Regions from separate parts of the Rattus norvegicus genome. Here all the other regions are linked to region 4. The links are chromatin contacts, called in public Hi-C maps. All regions are on one chromosome and are shown on one strand. The core of a region is the stretch at or near the end of the contact, and the rest is flanking DNA. Distances in the headings are between cores, read along the strand shown.

Region 1 (5,112 bases), core at 1,066-3,565, 350 kb before region 4:
TTAGACACAAGAACAAAGTCTCCCAGCCCATAGCCTGGTTTCTTTCTGTTTCTCTCTCGTTCTAACTCTTAGTCTGTCCCTCTCCCTTTTTACTTCCTTAGGTTATTTTGTCTTTCTATAAAGGCGGTTATTATAGTCTCCAAGACTTGCCACACTTCCTTCATTGAACCTGGGCATGCCACAGTAGAGACTAAAAGTCTATGATTATTAGGGAAATTCTAGACCTCCTACAGCTTGGATCCAGCCTGGACATGAGCGACAGGTCTTCCAGGCATCGGGCACATAGATCGTTACCATGACTCTAGCCTTAGCAGCCATTGAACTGCAATGGCTAATGCCCCCCTCAGAACTGGCTTGCCAGGCTGAGTCACTAGCCTAATCACTGTGGGCAGTAGCTGAGTCTAGGGCGGTCAGTGTGTTGCATGGTGTTGGATAACTGAACAGGAATGACATGGAGAGTGGAGAGTTAGGATCATCCAATGTCACCAGCACTCTGGAGAACTCTCATTTCTTAGCCTTCTGGCCCTTGTGTCCTCCCCTGTATCTCCCTTCTTTTTGGAACTGTGCCTTGGGCCCAGTCTCATGGAAAAACCTTACATGCTCAACTTGCTGCTCCATGCACACTGGTCTCAACGCACATCCAGGAGCGTGGAGTCTTCCTTTGCTTGCTTCCCTCCCTCCTCAGTGTCCCCCTCAGTGTGGGGATTCTCAACTCGAGTAGCATTCCCCGGTGTCCACCCAGGACTAATGTGATCCCAGGGCATGCTCAGAGTTTGGGAGGGGGAATGAAGGGACCAGTGGGCAGCTCAGGAAGGTTCTCTTGGTTCCCTTAGCAGTCGCTCTTTTGTGAGCCAGACTTGGCTGTAGAACTGGAAGGTGTGGTGAGGAGTGAAGGCAGACAAAGATCCCGTTCTGGGGCAGAGCACTTGGTGTCCGGCACATCTCTCACTACACAGGCAGAGCTTGGCAGACAGCAGTCGGGGAGGGACTGGGGCATCCCTTCCTTACATCATCCTCTGACTTCAGTAAAGACCTAGAATAGAGCTCCCTGTGCTGCGAAGTGAGGATGAGGGTGGGCACTACATGGACCCAGCTCTGTCACTACTGACTGTGTGACCCTGGGCATATCTCTGTATCTCTGCAGTTCTCTAGTTTCTTGTCTCTGGTCAGACAGCACTTTATTCTAGTTGGAGGGGACTTCCACAGGCTCAAACACTTAACCCACAAGCTGGCAACTGAAAGTACTTAGGAACCTCCCCATCCCCCCAGGCTTCTCATAAGACATAGGAGACTCCTGTCTGCCATATTCTGACATCACAATTTGAGCTTGTGTTAAGGAAACAGAAGAGACGATGGAGGAAGAGGAGGGAAGAGAATTTAAGTTAAGGGGCTCTCGGTTCTCAGGAAGCACTGCAGCCCTGCACCAATCCCACCTCGGCCTGCTGGCCTGCAGGCCTGCCAGTGACAGTCTTAGTGGCCTCAGGAGAGCTGTGATTGGGAGCCCAGCTTCCATCATTCCTCTCAGCTTCCCACAGGCACAGTTCTTTTACTTGAGGAAGACCGGGCAGATGGGAAGATGGCGTCACAAGGGAGACATGCTTCTGAGCGGAGGTAGAAGCCCACCCATGGGTTTTCATAGTCTTTGCCAATTACCCTCCACTGTGAAGCCATGTGCAAGGCGCAAACATTTCCCTCTGCACAGGAAAGCGCGAGCTAGAACCCCAGCTCCTTTCCAAGCAACACACACATCCACATCACACCGGTATCCAGATGGCCCTGAGAGCTGCTCACTCTGGGTTGGAATTTATTCTCTGTCGAGGTGCTTGGGTCTCTGTGGGGAGAGTAATTTTCTTGAGAAAGTGTTCACTTTACCTCATCTTCCAGGGGCCCATTTCCTGCTCAGCAGGCTCCAGGTAAGTGAAGTCCCGGCCCCAGGACTGGGCGGGATTCCAAACCCTTGGTGTTTCCAACCCGGAGGGGGCCATGCCTGTTGTAAATCTTGCTTCTCCTTAAAGTAGTTCAACAGAAGGAAGACATTGGAATCTTCCATAGTACACCTTAGTCATTTGCTTTTCCCTGTCAGTTAACCTCAGGACCCCAAAGTAAAACACAGTGCTTCACTGGTCTGCCTCCTTAGCGCATCTGATCTACTGAGGAGTACCTTTAGAATGTGTGGGGAATGGCGGCTTGGTTTCCTCTCCAGATGTAGTTCTTTGGACTCTCCACCCAGGGTCACTACATGCTCATGTGGCATTGGTGGTTAAGCTTATCAAAGGCACCCCTTCTGTGTGTACACAGACATTCAAGGGCACAGTTTACCTAGAGGAACTTCTGCCCCCATCAGCTCCCTGAGCAAACATTGCCCGTAGGGCTGCACACGGTGTACCTCGCACTGTCACCAGTTTTTATTTCTCTTCTTGGGAAGGTGCTTACTGGAGGGCAGAAGGTTGAGGAGTCTTTGTGTACATTCGACACAGTTTTCCAGAGGCCTAAGAGAGATACCTTAATGTGGGCATGTTTTGAGGTCTGAGGGAATTTGGAAATGTTTTATGGTAAAGGCTCAATTTTCCTGGGACAGAAGACCAGCCTTTTGAAGTTAAGGTAAGCATGGCAGATGAAACAGCTGGTCAGTTTGACATAATCCTGCCTAGAAACTTGACAGCAAATACCTTTGGGTTTGTGTGCACATTGCATTCGGATGCTTGAAGGGAATTCCCAAGAACCATCAACCTCTTTTGAGAAAAGAGAGGTGAGGTTCATGGTACTACTCTCCCTTCTCCTTCAAGAGTTCGGCCTGTGGTTAGGACATCTGGGCCCAGGGAGTTTGAACGCATCTCTGCTTTCAGTTCTAAATCCTCACCTGTCAAGAGGCTTGCTCTCCCCGCTTTGATGAATCCATTTACAGAGTTCTTCATGGTGTGGTCTGGGGGCCAAGGGGGCAAGCCTGGAAGGTTCCCTGCAGGATCTCAGGGATATCATCTTCCCCAGCTGTGACCCAGCATAAGCACCTCTAAGCCCAAAGGAACCACAGGCAGCGCGCCCACATGTACGGTCCTCAGGAGGGTGGACGACTTCCGTTTCTGTTCAGCGTTTTTCTAAATGGAGACTTAGTAGACCCCAGCATCAGACTCTGTCAGGAAGCACAGAAGCCCTCGTTCATTTGCTAGCGCGTTCAGCAGATTTTACTGAGTAGCTACCATGTGACAGACAGCTCTTGCTTAGGCTCGGGGTGAGCTGCAAGTGAGAAAAGATCCTCTGCCCACAGTGGAAATGCCACCACCCCATCAGATCTGAAACCTGGGCATGCTCCCTTCTGAGAAACAGCATTCACATTTGCTGCTTGACGCATTCTGTTTTCCTCACTAAACCCAGCTTAGGAGGAGAGGGACCTTGTCTACAGAATTAGCACTTACACTGGCACATTGTGGCCCTCACTGACATAAATAAGCTGGGCAAACTAGCTTATTCTCAAGTATACTAAAAGTCAGGAAGATTCCCTTCTGGTGATGGAAATCCAGCCTCTGTGGCGGGTCTATTCCCAAGTGAGGGTCAGGAGGCCAGAGATGCTAGGACCAGAAGTCCCTGGAGGTTGGAATGGCAAAGCCATAACCAGAGTACAGCAGGTGAGGAGGACATCCTTATCCAAGAACTTGAGATCTGTGCTCGTGTGGTGTGTGTGTGTGTGTGTGTGTGTGTGTGTGTGTGTGTGTGTGTGTGTGTAAGTGAACATTCACTGGAGCATGAAGACCACAGGTCAACCTTGGATGTTCTTTTGGAGACAGGCACTCTTACTGGTCTGCAGCTCACACATAAGCTAGACTGGATGGACAGGAAGCCCAGGGATGAATCCTTCTGTGCCTCTCCCAGGCTGGAATTACAAGTGTGCACTGCCTCGCCTAGATAGGTTCTGGGCATTGGGTCCAGCTCTGTACACTTGCAGAGCCAAGCATTTTGCCAACTGAATCACCCTCCAGTCCTCCCTGAGCCTTCTTTAGGAAAGAGCCTCCTGATGCTCGCCAGTCGTCTACAACAACCCATGTGACCCATTTATGTGTCTGCCAGAGGCGGGAGATGACGTAGGGAAGAAAAGTGATGTCATGGCTTCTTGGCTGGCTTCTTGAACCCCACAGCTCTGGGTCAGGTTGCACTCACCTCTGCACATAGAGCGGATATCATGGCTGGGAAGGAGATTAACTTGGGCCCTGGCTGCTGGGAGCATTATCTTATTTTTGGTGGGTCACTGACTCCTGACTCCGTTGTTCTGTCTCGGAGAAGAAGAGGAGAAAAGTTTGCCTTTTTGGCTTTGGAGGCTTATTTTCTCCTGTAGGATGAACTTCCTCCTCTCCCCTCTCCTTTGGTCTCTCATGAGACACCTCACTCGATTCTTAAGTCCCACCTTTTCCCCTCTACTGCCCAATCACAGGCATTAGACTTATTAACCATTTAACTTGGGGAGCATCACTTGGTGTATGTGAAGATCTCTTTGTGGGGGGACAACCAGATCTTGGGGGCCACTATTTAGCATTTACACACATAGCAGTGCCAGACCAACTCCAACGGTGGGAGATGACAACTGAGTAGTTGCAGAGAAAGGCATGGGAAAGCATGGCAAGAAAAGAAACCTGACCACAGGGAAAGACAGTGACAACCTCAACCGCCTTGGACATGGCTGGGATGTGAAGCCAAAGTGAGAGGACCCAGCAGACTTGGATGGATGGATGGATGGGTGGGTGGGTGGGTGGATGGATGGATGGGTGGGTGGGTGGATAGATGGATGGTGGGTGGGTAGGTGGATGGTTGAACAATGGAATGGGAGGAAGAACAAAGGATTTACCAGGGATTGTGTGAGTGAAAAGAGGAGGAAAAAATATGAACTATGAGCTGATGTAGTGTGTGCTTAAGTAAACACAAAGCAAAAAGGGGGGGACATTTTGTGTGGAGGGGAGGTGAGAGTGAAGGACCCAGAGTAGAAAAACTGTGATTGGAATGTAAAGTCAATAAATAAATTAATTAATGAAAAAAAGTCATTCACACACTGAGCAGATTGAAGAACAACCCCATGCTCCTGTGTCCAGCTCTCCCTGTCAGTCTTCTCTTAAGAGATTCTAGACC
Region 2 (4,935 bases), core at 724-3,223, 270 kb after region 4:
GGCTTATTAACACAGGGCTTACTATCCAATCTCTCCTTCCACCCACACCCGTACACTAATTTCCTCTAAAATAAGTCTAAAGCGCCATCTACTGTGTCTGCTCTATCACAGCTCTTTTGGCCAGAGAGCACTGCAGAAATGAAAACAGAATACTGAGCATGTAGAATACTGAGAATGCCACTTGAAAATCTTCTTCCAAAGAATGAAAGAAACCTGTCTTCCCCCAGCATATACATTTATATAATATTCTTAGGCTTTTCTTTTCACCTCCTTATTAAATAGGACTGAGGATTAAACACACACACACACACACACACACACACACACACACACACACACACACACATCAGAGACCAGAGAGCTCCTTTGTATGCTAAGGGAATAGCAGTAACAATCGCATCTTTGCTGCTGCTGCTGTTGATTTGCCTTTGCAGTGCCGAGGAATAAAATCCAAAAATCTATTTTATAGAAAATAATATAAGCTACTGAGACGTTATTAGATATTTTGGTTAAGTCACATAGCTAGTGAATGACCAGACATTCAGAGTAAACTTTCTAACCACAATAACAGTGTTTCTGTTACTCCAGCACCCTTCCACCTTCCCAGTGCCCTCGGTTAGGAGTCGGGGGTGGAGCTGACACCAACTTTCAGCAAGTATTCTCTTATGCTGAGAATGTACTCCCTGACGGCTCTAATTCAGTGTCGTTTTGTCTCTTTGTTTCAGTTTTTGCAATACTGAGATGGAACACTGACCTAGTACATGCTAGGCAAGAGCTCTACACTGACCTAGTTAGTACACGCTAGGCAAGAGCTCTACACTGACCTAGTTAGTACATGCTAGGCAAGAGCTCTACACTGACCTAGTACATGCTAGGCAAGAGCTCTACCACTGACCTAGTACATGCTAGGCAAGAGCTCTACACTGACCTAGTTAGTACATGCTAGGCAAGAGCTCTACACCGACCTAGTACATGCTAGGCAAGAGCTCTACACTGACCTAGTACATGCTAGGCAAGAGCTCTACACTGACCTAGTACATGCTAGGCAAGAGCTCTACCACTGAGCTACATCACCAGCCCTAGAATATGAGATCTTTGTTTTTAACAAGTGGCCTCCAATGAATCTGATAGAACTAGTCTGAGGCCTTGCATTTAGACCCATGGAGGTTGGGGGGAAGGGGAGGGTGTGTTGGGGAGGGTGGGTTGGCTTGGGCTATTTAGTCAGGATATTACTCACAAAAGAATTCCTCTACTTTTGGGTAAAGGTTCTCCTGATTTTTCAATTTGAAGTGTTTAAAGACCGAGAACTGTGAAAATACAAGGGTGTCACAAAATTAAAACATTTAAAGGACTTTATGGCTTTTGAAACAGGAACGTATACAATTGGTAAATGGAAAACTTTAATTTTTTTATAATAATCTCAGAAGAGTATGGAAGGAATGAAGTCTTCCTGTTCTGTATACAAGTCCTTTTCTGGCCCTCTAGATACCTGACTCTCTGTAGTGGTTTTCCAAAATTACTCCAGGGATTCCAACTCCAGGAGGTAGAGCCAGCCCCATCTTCTCCCTGCTTAGATAAAACAAAGGCACCACCACAGAGCCTGAAAGCTCTCCTCCCCCTCAGCCCTCTTGACTCCTGTTCCTGTGTTTCATTCAGTTGTTTACGACCACACAAATCCTTTCCTAATGTGAGGATACCTACAGCCTGCCAGCCCACAGTGCCTGTGACAGTGCTGTCTTATGTTTTCAACTCCCAGAACCTTTTTCGTTTCTAGGCACCAGTGTACTGAGACCCTCTAAGTAGTATACAATGTCCCGATTCTTCTAATAATGCTTGAAAAGGGAGAAGGGGAGTGTGAAAGAGGTGTGACGTGTGGAGCCAGGGTTAAGGCTCAGTGGTAATGTGTTCTTGGCTCGTACAATGCACTGGTTTCAGTCCCATGAATCAATAGCCTATCACAGGGTGGGTGTGTTAACAGGCCTTTGTAATGTACACAGCCCAATGAGTCACATTTGTGAGCTGTATCAGTGAAGAACTTATTCTACTACTGCTGTACAAACATCCTTGCAATATCTCATGGCATTTCCTTGAGAATTAGTCCTGGAGGCAATCGATTCCCTGTACTACTTTATATCTCGTTTACATTTTAAGTCTGTCACTGAGATTCTAAAAGACAGCCGGCTATTTAAAAATGAAGAATAATCTACAAACCACAGGAAATACTTAAAAGGTTATAGGAAGGGCTAGACCTGCCCATCAAAAAAGCAAGCATGTGTAGAAAGTAAGCACACAATATCCCATGGTTGTTTTGAAGGGAAATAACACCCACTCCTATATACTACGACTGACCTGAGTGTCCAAAAGACACTCAAATGCCATATTTTTACATCACTGTTGCTTCTAACCAGAATGTTCTTTGTCCCAGTCTTCACATTCTGGAGAGAGCAGTTCCCTCAAGAGGGCAAGGCTCTGCAACTTCATTGGTGTACCCTGGCTGCTCCACAAAAACCATCACTTCGAGTTCAGCATGTCTGCCCCAAATTGCCCAATCCTTCCACTATTTCTAATACTACAAAGCAGCTTCCCAGAAACCTCATGTTAGGATCAAGCAAAACAATTTGGTGTCATCAGCAGATTTCACCATTTCCTCTTAGACTCATTAACACGCCAAACAAACATGATTCTGGTGTCAACTCTCGGAGTTACTACCATGACTACCATGAATCTTTCTCTTCAAATGAAGCCAGACCGTTCTCTGCTACTTAGTGATTCCCATCATAGAACTAGAATGTGTTTATTTACTAGCGGTTAAATTCTGATGGCTATTTTCTAACTGAAGGTTGCAAAATGCATTACAAAAGTAAGGGGGTGGGGGGAGTGTCCCAAAGGAAAGGCCCAAAAGGCAGCAAAAAGAAACAGCTCCCAGCTGAGCAATTTACCCAATCACTCAAACATCCCCAGACTCTTCTGGTTCTCAAACTACAACACAATTTTGACCTTTCCTCTCCAATTATTTATTTCTTTATAGTTATATGAGAGACCACTATTAAACACACTTGAAAATTCTGCAGGAATGATAACCAGTAGATTCAGTTACTTTATTAGATTTTCTTCCCTTTAGTGCATTGAAAGAAAAAAGGCAAACAGCCCTTCTATAGAAAGTAAAGATCCAAACAGTTTTACACCCAAATGATGGACAGCACAGAAAACAACACTTGCCCGCCCTCTTTCACTCAAGGGCAAGTCCACTTGAAGCTTTATCCTGCCTCCCCAGCTTATATCTGCCATTACATTATAGGAGAAATGTGAAAATTAAAGAAAACCAGGCTGACAAGGAAGCAACACTGTCCTTATGCAATCTTCCTCAGAGCAGCAACATTCTAAATGCCTCTCTCACCTGCCCCATTCTAGCAGACCCCCATCCAAAAGGTGGCACTGTACCACATCACATTCACCCTGTTTTAAATGACAACTTCTTGTGTGAGATCATAAGGTTAGCAGACACAATGGACACCACCATCACTGACATCGCCCTCAACCCTCACCCACAGCCCGAGATGGTCTAGGGATCATTATAGTTCTGGATGCATGGACTGAGGGAGGAGCAGAAGAACAATGGCGAGAAACTAAAAGATCTCATAAAGTGCAGTGGATTAGCAGGCAGAGCAGCACTGAGCAGTGCTCCCTTTGCCTATCTTGCCCCACACAAAATCAAGTCAAATTATTCCCCTTAAAGAGCCAAATTTGTCAAAGACTTTTAGACTTCATGTCTAGCAGCACATGAAGTGAACGGGAGGGTGTCAGGTAATTTATAGTCCACCAATCTGCTCAGGCCACCAGTGAACCACACAGCTGAAAAAGTTCACCACATCCAAAGTCAAACTCTGCTGGGATCAGAAGAATACTCATCAAGGGGCTGCACTCGGACCTCATTATGACTCCATGTTATTTTAATACTGTTCCTTGGATTTTGCCCCACACACAATTCCCAAGTCACAGAAAGACCATGAACAGTGTCCAGATGTATAAAATGCAAAAATACTTTCCTCCTACTTGTGGACTCCAAGATAAACACCACAAGAAGCACGTGTGTCTAAACTTGGAGCTCGTTCCAAATTAAATACTGCATCATGTGCACAGTGTATGGCTTAAAAAACAAAACCCCACGAATATCCTACACGGTTCATGAGCCAGGCTCGGGCAAGCACATGACCACACTGGAAGAAGGAAACATGAATCGGAGAGCCAGGGTAAAGGGTGAGAACAGACTCTGTCAGGACCTTTCCCAGAAAACTGTTGCTATTTTCAGGGAACATCTGTATAACACGGGACACAGATAAAAGGGGAAATCATACTTTTCTGTTTGGCTGGGGGTTTGCCGTTAGTCTAAAACTGCAAAGATTTCAAAAGCCCTAAGTAGACAAGCACAAACATCATTACGTACAGATACACATGCACTCGCTGAGGTAATGAATACTTAAATGTCTGGGCTTGGGGGCAGACCAGCTAGAATGCTTTTGACCTGGAAGCTGGGTCTGAGTGGGGTACATGGAAATTTGGGGGCAAACGCACAGGATACAGACCATGGGAGAGTGAGTTCCACATCAATGTTGTTGCGTTTCCGAGATTACAGTGGGAGGCACAACCCTCCTTTTGTTAGTCTACCCATCTCTTTCTACTTTCCATACTTAAGTTTTTATTAAGTTTCCTTCACTGACTGTAACTTTTTTTTTCGGAGCTGGGGACCGAACCCAGGGCCTTACGCTTGCTAGGCAAGCATGACTGTAACTTTTACAGTAAAAAAGTGAATGGCTATAAAAAGTGGGAAGATAGGAGACAATAGTTTGGCTAAGCCAGAGTCTTCAGTATTCTCTCCTGCAACTTAGCAAAAGCAAAAGCTCTGAAAAAATCCAAGTTGGAATATATTCAACTAGC
Region 3 (5,173 bases), core at 723-3,222, 310 kb before region 4:
GGAAGGTAGTTTGTCACATCTACCCTAAAGGGAGGGAGCGACAGACAGAGGGCTCACCTCTCTTCTGCCACATTGCTGAGAGCAAAACTGGAACCAGAATCCGTGAGACTCTTCCCTGGGTGCCACGGTATCACAGACTGCGATGTGTGTCATGTCACCTAGTGAGCCTACGGAAATTCACTCCCTGATCCAGGAGGGGCCTGCAGCTCTTCACGAAACAAACAGGCTGCAGGCTCAGGGACAGGGACACTCCACTCTGACAGCCATTTGGGCTGGTGTCACTCTCTCTGGAGTAAAGCTCTCCCACCAGGATGCTCGGATCGACCAAGAAGCCCCAGTGTGCAGTTGGCCCCACACTGTCTCACTTGGCTGCCTGTTAAACCCCAACACCAGTACTGAATCACAGATGCCAGCAGGGGCCTCTTCAGTGAGGATCAGAAACCCATGCCAGGAGACAGCCGCTCCCTGGGGGCTCAGAGGAGACTTTGCTATGATTTTGGTATCTCAGGGGATGGATGTGGTAAAATCTCTTTCAGATGGCCTCTCCCACACGATGGGGAGAATCCTCAACCCCACCCCCACCCCTGACCAGCAAAGGAATTACAAGAGTCTGCTGCTTCAATCTCAGTGGAAGCAAGAAACAAGGCAGTGTGAGGCCTGTACACGTACAGGGGCTCATATCTACAAGATGACATTCGGAAGGTTGAACAAGGAGCCTTCCTCAGACTTTGAGGCCAGCCTGGACCACATTATGAGAGCCTGTTTTATATACATGCGTGTGTGTGTGTGTGTGTGTGTGTGTGTGTGTATGCACCCAGACTCATATACATGTGTGTTTAAAATAAACTATATATTAATATTATATAAATTTATTATATATACTATAAATTATATTATATATACATTATATATATATAAAGGCAAGGGAATGCTTTGTGTGAGCCCTAATGACTAGAGTTCCTGGTCCTATTTCATTTAAGAGAACTGGAGAAAGAGAGAGTCCAGAGTCTTCATTTCCCCAGCGCTAGCTCTGGATTTCAGAGTCCAGACCTTGCAAGAGGGTTGGGGTAATCTGCATTCCACAATAAGGAGGGGCTAGGAGAGACCTGGGGTCCAGCTTTTCCCCAAAGCACAAAACTAGGCTAGGAAGATGACCCCCCCAAAAAACTCTGCCCCAGTCCCAGAAGCATCTTTATGACTCTCTTCCCCTCCTTTGCTTCTGTAGAACTGTTTCTCTGACAACCCATGTTAAGAGGCCTCCTGGGTACAGGCACCCTGCTGGATGCTGGCATGCAGCCCAAGAGTGGGACTCCCTGGCTGCTGGCCCCGTGGAGCTCACAGCTAGAGGGAGCTGACTTTTTATCCAGTAACTAGCCATCCATAGAGGTTATAGCAATGGGCCTACATTCCCTACCTGACCTCAGGCTGTTCTCTTGGGGTTGACTTGCTTATTCAAATACTGCTTTGCCCGCTGAGTCTCTTCCCTCCCTCTCCCCTGAGAGCCCTTCTGCAACCCACTGGACACCTAGGTTCAATCCACCTGTGGACTCATACTTACATGAGCATCTGGAACTTATCCATACAATGACCAGGAAGGCTGTTCTTAGATGTGTTTGCCTTAGTAAGAAAATCAAATCAAAGTATATGTGGAGGGGAAAGGTGGCTGTATGGGTGGGTGGGGGTGTGTGAGTAAAGATTGGGCTGCACAGAAAGACACTGGAACCAGGATGTTGCTGTAGGGTCTTGTACCTACTCAAAGGCTCCTGACTCTACTTTTGAACAATGCTAGGCAAATTACCACCCTGGTAACGGGACCGTCACAGCTCTGCCTGTCCATTTTAGCCTCAGAAAGTCGCCATAGCGCTTTCCTGTCCCCGTTTAGTGATCCTCTCTTGCCCAGGCTCGGAGAGCATGACTAAAGGGCAGAGTCCTGGAGGGAGGTGGATTTGCCATGGAGATTCACTAGCAAAGCAGGAAGCAGAGCGTGCTGAGGGTGCTTTGCAGGCTGTGGTGAGCTCTGCAGCAGATGAGCCGTTGTCTTGGTAACACTAATGAAAAGCAGGCCTCCGAGAGGGCCAAGAACCCCCGGGGACTGAGTTATCTCCCCCTCCCTCAGCTCTTCTGCCTCCCCACCAACCTCAGATCAAACTCCCCGAATATTTATAAAATCTCTCCCAGAAACAGAGAAAGTCAGTGGCCTGGCCAGGCATCTGCCCACGTCTTCCTGGCTGCTCTGGTGACACTGTCCAACGTGGCTCATTATTCTGTTTTTCTTCCTTGCTTGAGCAGGACAATGAGGGAGGGAGGGGGGAAGGAATGTTTGCTCTGTGCTGTTAGACTGACATCGAGTCAGGGTGTTTACTTCAAGTTAGGGGGTCTCGCTGGCTGCTCTGGTCCTCCCTGCTCTTCAGTTCCCAGGTTGTCTTGTTTGGTCCCACGGATTTCTGAAGTGCCTTGGTTGCTGGCTTCCTCTGCCCCTACCAGCCTCTGCCTGGGGCTTTGCGGCAGCTTCTGAGGGAGAGCAGTGTCAGGAGGCTCTGAAATGGAAAGGGCTGCCTGCAAAAGGAGCCAGCCTCCCTGCCACGGGGAGCGGGCTTGGGGCTTGCTCACTTTGAAGAAAAGGGAGGGACTCACATGCAGCCAGCAGGGAGTTAAAGCTGGTCTGAGAAAATCCAAGTGACCCCCCTCTCCCCAGTTCCCGTTCATTACTTGTTTTGCCTGGTGGATCTTAAAATGCAAAGAAGTCGAGCAACGCACAGAGCCCAGAGGGGCAGAGGCGATGCAGCAGCCCGTCTCGTCCTGCTGGTAAAGGGAAAGGCACCATTTGCCCTGTTGATGAGAATGCCCTGTGGTTGCCCTTCCTGACAGCTGAGTGCCCCGGGGGTGGCATAGCTCCGTGGAGGGAGACAGCAGCAGGTTGTGGGCAGGTCCTGGATTGGGTGGAGGTGATTGGTTATGAGTGTCATACCCAACTCTGCCAAGCTCAGACTTCCAACTTGGGTAAGTTATGAGTCTCCCTTCTCCGTCATTGGAAAATGGATTAAGGTCTCTTCTGTAAGTTTTATTCAGGAAGGAGAGATTACAAATGCTTTACAAAAAGCACATACATGTCATCCCTGGGCCAAACGTAAGACACAAGACCTTAACCTCATGGGACATAAAGTGTGAGAAGGATTCATGGATGTGCTAGAAGGGACAGGGAGGTGTCTCGTGGAGGGAGGCTTCAAACACAACTCCAAGAATGAAAGGATTTGGACGGAAATAAGGACAGTTGACAGCGGACTAAGATCCAGATATTGGGGGGAGAGGAGGGACCTGTGGAGAAGGCCAGCTTAGGAGAAATGGGGAGGACGCTGGGAACTGTAGTGAAGGCTGTCTGACGCAGTGAGAAGCATCTGTATAGGAGAGGAAAGAGGCTTGTTCCCAGTAGCTTTTTAAATGAATGAACCTGCTTTGAGTGACATCCACTAACAGCCCAGCCAGAAGAGGTGAAAGGAAACCAGGTCAGTGATTGGAGAGAGCAGGACTATTGGCCTTTAGCTCGTGTGGCCTCAGGGAGACTTTGAGTTTCGGTGGCTGGGGGACATGAACCTCCAGAGACTTATCCTTTCCTTACCTCTCTGCCAAGGAGGTCAGCCAAGTGGCACAGGAGGGTGGAAATTAGAGTTAAGGAGTGAGTGAGAAAGAAGACAAGTTCCACTGTGTCGGGAGCCTGAGATGGGGACACTTTCAGGACACCTAAAGGACCTGTGTAGAGGCACGAGGTGGTGGGCCAACACCCATCTTGGCAGCAGGAGGCACAGGGCACCATGAAGTCCCTTCTAGGAAATTCTTGAGCTCCTCTTCTGAATTCCCACTGGCTGACCTCACACCTACCAGGCTTTGCCTTGGTCTGGTTATAAGATTGGCCCATGCTGTGGTTGGTATGTTCCAACCACAGTCAGCATATTCTTGGGATAAAGGAACAGATTCACCGAGAACACACTGTCAGTCCTTGCTTTCAGATTCTGAAATCCCCTGGCCAAGCATCTGAGCCTAAATCAGTGACTTTAAGGTCCTAATTAATTAAATCCTGGTCTGCTGAAGCAGGTGGGCTATGGCATTGGTGTGTACACCCTCGGGTTCTGGTGATGGGCGGTGCGGGAGGGCTAGAACTCAAAGTCTAAGTGTTTACGTGCTTGTGCTTAGGACCCTTTTTAGGACTGCTAAGATGGCCTCAGGTAAGGGAACCTGATGCCAAGACTAAAGACCTGAATTCTATGGCCAGGATCCATGTGATGGAAGGAAAGAACCGACTCCCTTAAGTTGTCTTCTGACCTCTAGATGTGTATTATGCTGTACACACACACACACACACACACACACACACACACACACACACACACACACACACACACAACGAATGCAAATACAATTTTAAAAATTTAAAGGCCTCTCTAGTACTAGGTAGGGTCAGGGGCTGAAACCAGTCTATGATTAGCTATCTCTAGGCTATCACATTCCAGCTGGACTTCTCGTGACTCCAAATCCTCAATTCAAACTTGGCCTTCAGGACATCATAAAGATGTCTGTCAAGGCAGGAGAAGAGATTAAAGACTTTACTAGCTTGATGAATAACTTTTACATATTTGGACATGTGGAATCTGGCCTCCATTGGACTCTGTGTTTCAAAATGTCGCAGGGTGGGTCTGTAGTTCTCAATGCTTTCATACCTGGCTTCCGGTTACAGCACTACTGAGCTGTGACTTGTCTCCAAAGAGTCTCACTCTCTCCTAGCAGGTCTACAAGTGTGATAGACAGATGGGCAGAAAATCAAATGGACTCAAGACCTTGGTGAGTCAAGATCTGCCTGTGCCTTGAACTCATCCCCTTAGCCCTAGCCAGACCCAATGGGTCACCTGAAAACCCCACATTCTCCCAATTATGTCCTTGGGGTTTGGGATCGTCTATGGCAGTGATTCTCAAACTTTCCTAATGCTGCCACCCTTTAATACAGTCCTTCATATTGTGGTGACCCCCAACCATAAATGTATTTTTGTTGCTACTTCATAACTGTGATTTTGCTGCTGTTCTGAACCTGTGCTTTCCAATGGTCTTAGGGCGTGAGAGGGTCATTAGATCCACAGGTTCAGAAGCGCTGCTGTTTGGGGGCACAGGTCGTGCCTTACAGAGA
Region 4 (4,965 bases), core at 1,668-4,167:
AAAATAGCAAAAGGATTGGGCCTGTCCCTTCTGCAGCTACACTCCCCTCTCAGAAAACAAGTTTGACACTTTTACCTTATGCTTTTAAGAAGGAATTTTAACAAGGCTCCTGAAGGTACTCAGACTTAGGGGAGAGAGTACCATAGTAAATTAGACCTTACAGCGATGGTAAGTCCATAACAAAATGTGGGGGTTTTGGTGGGGAGAGGAATTCCTTCTTTAAAAGTGTAACAAAAGATGAACTGCTCCTCTAGGCCCCACCCTGGTTGTCATATAAGAATCAAGGACTTGTCCATGACTCCAAACAGCAGGGCCTTGACAACTGGTCAAAGTCAGCTTTGTTTGGCTAGCATTTCTCTTTCCCTTGGAAGCATTTTTCCTCCTAATTAATGTAAGTTATGAGTCTGTGCTAGAGAGCTCAATAAACTGACACAAAGAGTAGTCACTGGCTTTTTTATGCTAAAAATCAAGGCAAGCTGATCCTTAACAGCTTGTGTCTACTCGAGTGGTGGAAGTGCTGCTATCCCAGGATGCAGTGCTTGCTGGGGCAGCCATTGTGCTTTTCCCATATTACATCTCCCCAGCAAATGCCTCCTGACCCCCAGCTCCTTCCTCCCCCCACCCCCGCCGTGGGATCTCAGCCCCTCAGTCCCTGTCCTGAGCTGTCACTCAGAAGCATGAGGCCTTCAGTGAATTAGTGCATTAGTGCTGGTGTCCTTAGACTGTGAACAGCTCAGCAACACTCAACGGGCCTGTACCTGGAGGACTTGGAGGGCAGGGTGGGGAGCCTATTTCGAGTATGTTTTTTCTTCCTGTGGAGAAAAATACTAAGGCCACCACCACTGTGTTGTTCAGTGTGGAAATACAAAGGCAGAGAACTCTGCAGTATTTGAAAACATTTCACTAAAGGAACTGACCGATTTCTGGTTTATTTCCCTGAAACAGTAAGCTATGTAGTTCTACGTCTCAGACATTGTAGAAAACTACACCCCTTGACATTGAAACAAATACAGAGACAAGCTGTGACTATTTTCACCCTCCCTCCAGTTCCCAAACTTTAAAGCGTGATCCACATAGCGAAGACCCCCATAAAGACCCACTGCACGTTTGCTGCGGTTCTAAGGGCAGAAGAAACCAATTAATTGGAAAAGTGTGAAAATAAGATGTGCCCTTCCAGCGGGAGGGTGGGATAAAAGAAATGACCAACAAGAGACAAAATAATCATAAATTAATCATTCAAAATGGGTGCAAAATACTGGAATGGGGCAAGGCCCGGCTGTAGGTTGGTCTGTGCCTGGGGCTATTCTGTACAGCACTCTAGCAAAGACAGCTCAAGAGCAGCTATTAGAGGAAACAATAAAGAAGCCCCTCCCCCTGGAAATTTGATCTCTGCTTTGGAATTTTTATGACATTTCTTTCTTAGGGAAGGAGAAGGTCTCACCACCCTCTCCCAGCTTCAAAGCCTTGCTGTGGTGGTGGCCTGCAATTAATACCCTTGGCCTGCTTTATGTGTGTTGTTTGAGGTATTCTCAAAAGTCAGATCGCTGAACTTAATGAAAGAATCATAAGTCCATTAGGTAACGGAATAAACGGAACACTTGGGGCCTTCATCTACAGGATAATCCCGTAGACAAGTCACGTTGGCCATATTCACAAGGCCCTTCCATGTTGCCAATGTTGTATGTGCAAAATTAGGGTTTTATCAAGACCCTTAGCTGAAAACTGAAAAATGCCATGGGTTCCCCAGTTGGGCAATGGTAGGCTGTAAGTAGGCCGTGATGTACAAAGTGACTTTAGTTCTTGTACAAAGACACTTGGTTCTCGGTATTATGCAACCAGTCAGTTCCTGAAAAGTTGAGACTTAAATGTTCTTCTTCTTCTTCTTTTTTTTTTTTTTTGTAAATTCTCATAGATGGAATCATTAACAATTCACATCAGGAACTCAGTACTCACCGTTTAATGAAATCTGATTGTGGTTTCAGCTGTGAGTAAAGAACGCTTTGTAATTAAAATGAAATCTTTCTGTTTGATCAATCTTCTACATTCAGACTTGGTTTTACTGGAGTCTCAAGGCAGGTACTCTCAGAGTGCTACCCTCACTTGGTACGCAATGTTTTGTTTTAATGGTGTTCCTTCTTTCTTAGAAAAAAAAATCCAAAGATCCAGAGAAGTATTTCTGTAACCGAAGTTCGTGCTCTTCACAACATGAAAGGACACAACTTGTACTAGAGCTTTATTCAGCTTACTGTGGCCTGTGGCCTGCGGCCTGTGGCGTGCAAGGCATCCAGGGTAGCAGACCCTGGTAAACTATTAGGTAAGAAAACAAAAACAAAAACTGGGAACCAAGTCTCATCCACATACAGCAGCTCTCCCTGTCCAGCGATACAGCACAATCAAGATGGCGCTGTGCCAGCAAAACAAAAATCTCATTTTGTCATTGTTCTGTTTGTTTGCTTTTGTGATCTTTAGTGTATTTGAGTTAGTGGGGACAGTAATCTTTAGGGTAATGAGTTAGTGGTACTGTGATCTTTAGGCTCAATCTGCTGTCCCTCTGAGAAATATCTAATTAACTCAAGGGAAGGTCTTACCTTCAGACACCCATGACCCAGATGACATGCCAAGGCAAGGGTGCCAGCACCACTGCGTGCACCCATCACAGTCTGCCTTTCGAAGCAGCTGCTGGCAGGTGGTGTCTGCCCTCTGCTACCAGCATGCAATGGGGCAGAAAAATTAAACTGCAAGTGGGCTGAGGGAATAAAGGAAGAAGGAAATTTAAAGACAGTATCTTGGAAGCATATGTTTCAGAATCACTTCGGCCAGTTCCCTGTCAAGAAAATATCAGCCAGGTTGGTTAGCCTAATCTCCCCAGCCACAGATGTCTAGGTTCACCACAGCAGTCCCTGGGATCCCGCCAGTGGTGTGGCCATCCTGCCACCTAGCGATCCACGTGAAAGTAAGCAGCATGTCTTGGCAACACATGCTGGGTTTCAGGAGAGCCATAAACTTTTCTAAGTTCCCCACCCCTTGTTTTTCTTTCTAAAAAAATGAAGGTCATTCAACACTGGCAGCCTGGTGAGACACTGCCAATTAACCCCGACGGCCCCTCTCATCTGAAGGCGACGCGAAGAGCACTGGATCTGAAGTTAGGACATGGAGGAGAAAGGAATAACAACTCTACTTCGGTGATTTGAAAAGGTCCATTCCCTCCACATATGGTAAATGGTGGATATGGCAGCATTGTCTGGAACTGGGCAGAAAAAGTATACACATTGCAGGAGATGAAGAAAGGGAACTGCATTTTAAAACACCATTTTAGCAATGAATGCGTGCTGGGGCCATGAGATAAGCTGTGGGCTGGGCCTGCACGTCTGGGCAGGAGCCTGCTCAGTAACTTGCTAGCAGTGTGGTTAAATCTCACACAGCTTCCCGCTTGGGTTCTGTTTTCTGGGAAACAGCTGTATTTAGATGTGTTTTTCCTACTTCCACAAAGCTGCCTTGAGGATCTGTTCAAAATGTATGTGGGGGGCACTTTGTGCAAAATTTCTGCAGGCTAGAATTATCACTCTAGGTTAAAAGTAGAGTGTTCCAAATACGTTTCTTTAAAATTATGCTTTATTGAGGATGCCAAGCCTACCTTGTCAAGCCACTCCAATGTCTTAGATATTCACAATTTTTCTTTTTCCAAGACAGGGTTTCTCTGTATAGCTCTGGCTGTCCTGGAACTTTCTCTGTAGCCCCGGCTGGCCTCAAACTCATAGAAATCTGCCTGACTCTGCCTTTCTAGTGCTGGGATTAAAGGTGTGCACCACCACTGTCTCGCCCACAAGCAACAAGACTAAATTCCTCTGTGAAGGACAGAGCTCACATCATGGTGACAAACCAGGCATGAGAAGACAGGGCTTTTCTTTGCTGTTCCTGAACTAACTTTCTGTGTAACTTCAGGAAAAGCCACATCGCTGCCCTCAGCTGGAGTTTGCAAATGCACAGAAAAGACAGATGTAGAGTGAACAGCCACCTCCCGTCAGTTCTAAGATTAAAAAAAAAAAAAAAAAGTGGCTTGCTTTTGATATCCACTCTTTCTCTTCAACGAAACACTCTTGAGGATCCAGTGGGATTTCTTTGAAAGCTTAAGCTCGTCACAAACCGATACAATGTAATTTTTCAGAAAATTCCTAAAAACTGTAGGATAGACAATACAGCCTTAGGAAGAAGGAGGTGGTCACTGAAGTACGGTCCTGTTAGTGTCCATATCGGAACATCCCTGAGCTGCTCACATATGTCTGTGGCCTGAAACAGCTCACCAAGCTACCCACCTGGGCTTCCATGTCCACAATAAATGTTATTTCTTCCACATAGCTCTGAAAATACCCCTGCTCTTTTTGGTAATGCTTTTTAGCAATGTCAAGAAAAGAATTTTACTGATCCAGATTTCTTCTCTGCCTAAAACATGTCAACACGACTTAGGAAGACAGTAACAAGCGCCCGCTGACGTGAACTGCAGACAAGAGTTCCACTGAAGAGTGGTCACGCCTGGAACACGACCGCCTGGGCAGGACACGACTCACAGCCACCTCAGGCTCATGGGCTTTTTCTCCATGGAAGGCAACTTGCTTCGAACGTCCAGCTTTTCCATCCTTTGGGAGTATGCCAGGATTTAGGTTTATGAAACACTGTTTAGTTTTGCTTGGTATCCCTGGCTGCCATGTTGTGTACCTCACACAAGCACACTGGTCCCAGAGGATCTAGCCCTCACTTTCCCTCCTCTGCTAGACCATCCATCCCTTATGACAAATGGACTTTTCTCCAGTCTTTCTAACAATTGGCCAGAAGCCATGAAGACAGGGTTAACCAAGGTTTGTATCAATCTTCCCCTACTAGCCAAACAGAGCGGGAAGTCTCACTGGGGTGCTACACTGCTTTATCTCCCTCAGGACACAATCTGCCCAGGGAGGCAGGGCCCATTGG

What was found. Hi-C and Micro-C count contacts between places; a contact is called where the count stands out from the background.
Region 1: a contact with region 4 is called in a Hi-C map of liver, with 6 times the contacts expected there. The contact joins two enhancer-like sites. A contact is called at or near these places in 6 of 12 Hi-C or Micro-C datasets (the A7r5 cell line, frontal cortex, hepatocytes and 2 more) and 1 of 1 datasets of contacts at active chromatin or transcription factors (oligodendrocytes).
Region 2: a contact with region 4 is called in a Hi-C map of liver, with 9 times the contacts expected there. The contact joins two enhancer-like sites. A contact is called at or near these places in 9 of 12 Hi-C or Micro-C datasets (the A7r5 cell line, the Rat2 cell line, frontal cortex and 5 more) and 1 of 1 datasets of contacts at active chromatin or transcription factors (oligodendrocytes).
Region 3: a contact with region 4 is called in a Hi-C map of psoas muscle, with 2.7 times the contacts expected there. The contact joins two enhancer-like sites. A contact is called at or near these places in 4 of 12 Hi-C or Micro-C datasets (Schwann cells, kidney, mammary epithelial cells and 1 more) and 1 of 1 datasets of contacts at active chromatin or transcription factors (oligodendrocytes).

Annotation. Positions count from the first base shown.
Region 1 is chr6:104,517,819-104,522,930 of GRCr8, reverse strand. No RefSeq gene overlaps it. Among named protein-coding and RNA genes, the nearest start is that of Rpl36l6, 30 kb to the left of the region's middle. Within about 2 kb of position 2,315, at least 3 of the 93 cell types and tissues checked have an H3K27ac peak or open chromatin away from gene starts, as enhancers often do. A contact at or near this core is called in liver, where this site is marked.
Region 2 is chr6:103,896,224-103,901,158 of GRCr8, reverse strand. The region is part of intron 7 of Rad51b (RAD51 paralog B); the gene reads right to left. Among named protein-coding and RNA genes, the nearest start is that of Rad51b, 69 kb to the right of the region's middle. Within about 2 kb of position 1,973, at least 9 of the 93 cell types and tissues checked have an H3K27ac peak or open chromatin away from gene starts, as enhancers often do. A contact at or near this core is called in liver, where this site is marked.
Region 3 is chr6:104,478,855-104,484,027 of GRCr8, reverse strand. No RefSeq gene overlaps it. Among named protein-coding and RNA genes, the nearest start is that of Atp5pdl1, 51 kb to the right of the region's middle. Within about 2 kb of position 1,972, at least 56 of the 93 cell types and tissues checked have an H3K27ac peak or open chromatin away from gene starts, as enhancers often do. A contact at or near this core is called in Schwann cells, where this site is marked.
Region 4 is chr6:104,166,338-104,171,302 of GRCr8, reverse strand. All of the region lies in intron 7 of Rad51b (RAD51 paralog B), which reads right to left. Among named protein-coding and RNA genes, the nearest start is that of Atp5pdl1, 260 kb to the left of the region's middle. Within about 2 kb of position 2,917, at least 20 of the 93 cell types and tissues checked have an H3K27ac peak or open chromatin away from gene starts, as enhancers often do. A contact at or near this core is called in Schwann cells and liver, where this site is marked.